2 separate regions of the Macaca mulatta genome follow, and region 1 is linked to region 2. The links are chromatin contacts, called in public Hi-C maps. All regions are on one chromosome and are shown on one strand. Each heading gives the region's core, a stretch centred on a gene start, on an enhancer-like site or on the middle of the called end of the contact. The rest is flanking DNA. Distances are from core to core; before and after follow the strand shown.

Evidence for each region. A called contact is a pair of places that touch in the nucleus more often than the background predicts.
Region 1: a contact with region 2 is called in a Hi-C map of fetal cortex germinal zone, with 2.0 times the contacts expected there. The contact joins the promoter of CYB5B here to the promoter of TERF2 in region 2. A contact is called at or near these places in 2 of 14 Hi-C or Micro-C datasets (fetal cortex germinal zone and liver).

The regions. Positions count from the first base shown.
Region 1 is chr20:65,044,257-65,047,338 of T2T-MMU8v2.0, forward strand. It overlaps CYB5B (cytochrome b5 type B), which reads left to right and starts at 1,496. Exons shown (of 5, transcript NM_001194167.3): 1 at 1,496-1,828. The coding sequence starts at 1,655.
Region 2 is chr20:65,002,602-65,005,775 of T2T-MMU8v2.0, forward strand. It overlaps TERF2 (telomeric repeat binding factor 2), which reads right to left and starts at 1,568. Exons shown (of 10, transcript XR_003725302.2): 1 at 1,154-1,568; 2 at 951-1,046; 3 at 148-278.

The DNA of each region.
Region 1 (3,082 bases), core at 246-2,745, 42 kb after region 2:
AAGTTTGAAAATAGAAGAAACTGAAGAGGAACTTGAAAAGCCAGTAGGCATTGAAAGGAAGAGGAGTGCTTGGGACAGCAATTGCGGGTAGAGCGTGCAGTATCCCATGTTTCTACCACCATTCAGAATGTGATTTTCGAACGAATTCTGTGATGATCAGGATCAATCTGCACTATTTTCATCTCTACGTGATCTGAAATAAACTTGGTGGACCTGGAATGACCACAGATGTGGTTTTAAACCAGCAAGTTTTGGAGTCAGGGCTGGTGCAACAGGCTTACAAAGGGAATGGTGGAAAATATGATATGTTAGTGAAAGAGGTTGCGAATGGATTGTGGAGACCCCTGAATGGTAGACTGAGAGAGTGACAAGATGAAAATGACATTATAGGAAGAGCAATCTGTCAGTTATAATGGCAGTTAAAAAGTGGCTCACAACACTGCACCTTAACCAAACTTGGAATTCCAAAGTGCTGGGACCTCTATTGGAGAGCAGTTAAGTTCAGTTCTATTTTAGATCACGTAGAGACTAAAATAGTGCAGATTGATCCTGATCATCACAGAATTCGTTTGAAAATCGGATTCGGAATGGTGGTAGAAACATGGGATACGTGGCACGCTCTACCCCCAACTGCTGTCCCAAGGACTCGGGACAGCAATTGCCTTTCTAATTGGCTACCCTGTTTAGCGATTACTATGCACCAAGCGCTTTACAGGCACTCTCATTAAAATAGGCAAACCGAGCCAGGCGCAGTGGCTCACCCCTGTAATCCCAGCCCTTTGAGAGGCCTAGGCGGGCGGATCACCTGAGGTCAGGAGTTCAAGACCAGCCTGGCCAACATGGTGAAACCCCGTCTCTAGTAAAAATACAAAAATTAGCCGGGCGTGGTGGCGGGTGCCTGTAATTCCAGCTACTCGGGAGGCTGAGACAGGAGAGTCGCTTGAACCTGGGAGGCGGAGGTTGCAGTGAGTCAAGATCGCACCACTGCACTCCAGCCTGGGTGACAGAGCGAGACCCTGTCTCAAAAAAAAAAAAAAAAAAAAGAAAAGAAAAGAAAAGAAAAGGCAAACCCATTTGTTAAGAGAGAGCTTATGAAGCCCATTTTACTGATGGGGAAACTGAGGAGAGACGGGATTGGCCAGATCACGACCTGGAGGCAGCAAAGATGTAAAATCACGGTTGGGATACAAGCTGTGCCGGTAGTGTAGGAGAAACGAGCTTCCTGAGACTCAGGAGAAAGCCACAGCGATGGGAAGGGAAGCGGAACACTGAGACCCTAAAAGCCCACAGGCTGAGCGAAGGGGAACCTCTCCTGAGGTGACAGCTGTCAGCACATCTCTTTTCGGCGCCAGTCCAAAAATTGCGGTATCTGATTGGCGAGGTTGGAGGGGCTGAACGACCCTAATTGGTTAGTTCGACCTCGAACCAGACTTTCACCTGGAGGATCTGGCGAGGAGTGGGCGGGACTTCTAACTGAGTCACTCGTTTCATTGGTGAAAAGAAAACGAACCAGGCACTATTCGGAAGTGTGATTGGCTGTTGCTAGGAACCGTCTCAAGGCCTTATGGGCCCTGGTTACGGAAGCCGAGGAAGGCTGAGAGCGGTCTCTCCAGGAAAGTAGTCGCGGAATCTCAGTTAGCGGTGGAGAGGCGGTATGTCCGGTTCAATGGCGACTGCGGAAGCTAGCGGTAGCGATGGGAAAGGGCAGGAAGTCGAGACCTCAGTCACCTATTACCGATTGGAGGAGGTGGCAAAGCGCAACTCCTTGAAGGAACTGTGGCTTGTGATCCATGGGCGAGTCTACGATGTCACCCGCTTCCTCAACGAGGTGGGGCCTGGGAGGTGGGAGGCCTCTGGAGCTGCTGGGGCGAGGGGTGAAAAGGCTGTGTGGAGGGTATGTGGGAAGGAAGGGAGGCTTGGCTGGGGGCGATAAGGCGTACGAAAGGGATCACGACCCTCAGAAGGAAACTGGGGTGGGATTGGGGGGAGGGCTTTAGTTTGCATGCATTTCCAGTCAGCTCCGAGTTCTGGTGCCTTATGTAATATCATGTATTACTTATGTGTCGAGCACTTGCTATGTGCTCAGCTAAACTCTAAGCCATCATTATCTTTATTTTACAGAAAGGGAAACTGAGGCTCACAGGTTGAGAACTCTCAAGGCCATGCAGTTAACGGCCTAGATCCGTTGAACCTAGGTCTGAAGTGCACCCACATCTGTGCTTTTCCAGTGTGCCTTCTGAAGTAATACCGTTTTTGGTTTTTGTCTTCTAGAGTAGAAGCTGAGATTTCTCTCCACACGCTCCCCCATCTTGATTATGCCTCCATTGTCTTTTTTTTCCCCCTAATCTGAGTTGACCTTGAGGCCAGAAATTCATAAATCAACCTTTTTTTTTTTTTGTCATTGGCTCATGTTTTGTCATTTTTCTTAAATATTCAAGGCTGTTTTATTTAATCTTCAAGCCTGTTGCATTAGATCTCATTTTAAAAATTATCTTTGAGATCATGGTGCAACTAATTTTTTTTTTTAATTAAGGAAAGAGGATAGACTTAAAAATTTAAACTAACTTTATTGAGGTGTAATGTACATACGTAAATTGTGCCTATCTAAAATGTACATTTTGCTGAGTTTTGAAAAATGTATTCATCCATGTTAAGACATAAACCATTTCCATCACTCTAAAAAGCTTCCTTTCCCTTTGCAGTCATTCTCTCCCAACCCTAGGCAACTAGTGATATGCAACCACTAAAGATTGGTTTGAAGCTTTGTGTGTGTGTGTGTGTGTGTGCGTGCGTGTGTGTGAGATCATTTTATTTTGAGCAATAGATTAATGACTTGTGAAAGTTCACTTCTATTTCTCTGAAGCAAATATACTAGTGAAATATTTTTTCGATTAATTTGGGGCCTAAAAGAGAAGTCTCTGCATCCTGACTTTTAATTCTAAAAACTTTTAAAATGTAAAAGTTTCCCCCAAAGAACATTATTTTTAATAAATCTTAATAGTGAACAATAACTTAACAAACTCAGAATTTAGTAACTTCTTGCATTTGTATGGTGTATGGCATTTTATGCTTTTATTTATTA
Region 2 (3,174 bases), core at 318-2,817:
TAACGTCCGTGTGTGTGTGCTTTCTTGCTTGCTCAATCTCTCCCCATTCCTGTTTTCCTCTACCCCACACAGGAAAGAGTAAGGGCTGTATCCTCAAAGACCCCTGATTTTTGGTCAAACAAAAAAGAAATAAAAATAGAGCCTTACAGCCTCCTTGACCAGTTTTCTACTGGATTCGACCACTGCTTCTGTCAGGGTAAATTCCGTTTTAATCATCTCCAACACATTGATAGCTGATTCCAGTGGTGTGAGCTCAGCCTCCATATCAAAGGAACAGTCTAGGACAAAGCACAGTTTCCATTTTAAGCTCTTTTCTAAGAGCAAAAAAGTTATGTCCAAAAATTATATATACTTATGGAAATGGAGCATGCAAATATGGTAAGATTTGCATTTAGTATTTTGACACATTTGCTACAGGTTGACATACACGATAAGGGTCCAAATTCAAATCAATGAATTTAACGTGACCATTTTTTAACACCTGTCAAGACAGGCAAAAAAATTACTTTTAAATACATGCATTTACCTCTCAAATTCAGAATACACCCATCCTCCTCAGATACGAGTGGCAAGAAACTGATAACAGTTAAATAGCTTTCAAGTTAAATTCAGAGGGGAAAAATGTACTTCTACTCTGAAAAACACTCTACCATGGGGGAAAAAAGATGTCCACATGAACATAACTCACTTTAGATATGAGCAAAGTTGGGGTGAGCAATGAACAGGTGGGAGAAGATTTAAACAAACAAAAAAAAAAAACAGAGAAAAGCAGCCAATACAACCTTAACCGGAGAAAACTAGAGCCAGAAAACAGACCCATCGTAGAATGGAAAAGACCACACTGATGGAAACTATCGCACTTTAACCCGGAATCCTTCAGTTCCAGATATAAGTTTGAAAACAAAACCCTACGCAAGTAAGCCCAGAGAAGAACACAAAAATAGCCATACCTAAATTTTCCCCTTCTTCAATGCGCGACAGACACTGCATAACCCGCAGCAATCGGGACACGGTGTGCTCCTTCCCCAAGGGCCTGACGAGCAAAGCTGGGAAAGAAGACATCGTTGGCCGGGCGACCCCCAGTCCCGACCCCCGGGGGCCCCCGACCCCCTTCCCCGGCGCTCCAACCCCCTTCCCCCGGCCCGGCCCTCACCCTGCATGATGTCCCGGATCTGTCTGAAGTCCCCGTACCGGCTACCCCGAAAGGCCCGCAGCGCCTCGTGGAAGTAGAACTTGAGCACCCAGCGATTGACTGCCTCTTCCAGCCGTGCCTCCCCCGCGCCGCGCTCCGCCGGGCCCCCCAGCCCCGGCTCGTGGCGCCCCCGCCGGGCCCGCCCGCTACTGCGGGACGCCCGCCTGCCAGCTGCCCGCCCGCTGCCGTCGCTGCTCCCGCCTCCTCCCGCCATCGCGTCCGATCGCCGCGCGCCCTCCCCGCCCTCCCGGCCGGGCCGCTTCCTCGGCTGTGACGCCGCCGGGTCACGCACGACGCCCGGGCCGGAAGCGGGGCCCGCCGTCCCGGCTCCCGCGGCCATGATAGGAACAGCGTTCCGAGCCGCCCGCGGGCTTCTGGGAGGGAAAGGACCGGAGGGCCCGGCCCCCTTCTCAGACGCCGTAGTTCTCCATGTGCCGGCCGCAATGCCTCCTGGAGCTTGAAGTCCACGCCGCCCAGGCCGGTGAACCCGGCGGGGTTTGCAGTCAACTTGGCTCCGAATTTACAGAAAACAGCTACTATGCTAGGGACGCGGAACAGTGTATTAGAGATTGAAAAACAGGCCGGGCTCGGTGGCTCACGCCTGTAATCCCAGCACTTTGGGAGGCTGAAGCGGGTGGATCACTTGAGGTCGGGAGTTCGAGACCAACCTGACCAACATGGAGAAACCCCATCTCTACTAAAAATACAAAATTAGCCGGCGTGGTGGCGCATGCCTGTAATCCCAGCTACTCGGGAGGCTGAGGCAGGAGAATCGCTTGAACCCAGGAGGCGGAGGTTGCGGTGAGCCGAGATCGCACCATTGCACTCCAACCTGGGCAACAAGAGCGAAACTCCGTCTCAAAAAAAAGAAAAGAAAGAAAGAAAAAAAAATGTGCAACTTACTAAACACTTTGAAAATTGTGGAAAAGAGCATGCACAGAGGAAAGTCTTTAAACAAATTTGCATTTTAACAAATACTATAATTATAAAGCAAAGACCAGAGTGATACCAAGAAATAGAATGCACCTGGCAACCCAGAAACCTCTAGACATATACTCTTTCTAATCACAAAAATAACACATTTTGTTGTAGAACAATTAGAAAAATAAGCAAAAGGACCACCCATAGTCCCATAGAGGGTCTGAGTCACTTTCAGGTATGTCTGATACTCTTGGAATTCACCAACCAGCACTTGACCAAATGGAGAACCTCCAGCTCAGACTTTAGTTCAGGATGGTGGTTGTGGGTGCCTCTTCCTGAGAGGCCCAGTAACTGGTCTAGCTTCAAAGATTGTCCTACCAGCCCCACTAGTCTGGAACCAGCAAAGATCCAGTTTGGGGCCACTCAAAGACAACTCAGAAGGGCAGGTGGCATGTCCTTGAGGATGTGAATCCCATGCTGAACCTTTGAATTAATTATATCAAGACCGTAATATGTATAGTATCCTGGAAAGCCAGAAGTTCCATGAGGTACACATTCCAGGATGAGAGAAGAGGCCTCTAGGTCTGACTGATCTTTGGTGATCATGGCTGCTTTTCCATTCCAGCCTGCTTGCCTTAACCAGGAGCCAAATCACCTGCCTTTATTTTAATTTTTTTGAGACAGTTTCACTCTGTAATGCAGGTTAGAGTGCAGTGGCACAATCATGCTCACTGCAGCCTTGAACTCCTGGGCTCAAGTGATCCTCCTGGCTTAGCCTCCCAAGTAGCTAAGACTACCAGCATGTGCCACCATGCCTGGGTAATTTGAAATTTTTTTTGTAGAGTTAGGGGTCTTGCCGTGTTGCCCAGGCTGGTCTCAAACTCCTGGCCTCAAGCACTCCTCCCACCTTGGTCTCCTAAAATGCTGGGGACTTCAGGGTTGAGCTACTGTGCCTGGTGCCAAATCACTTGCCTTTCAATTCTAACTTTTGTGTTTTCTTTCTGAGACAGTCTTGTTCTGTTGCCCAGGCTGGAGTGCAGTGGCACGATCATGGCTCACTG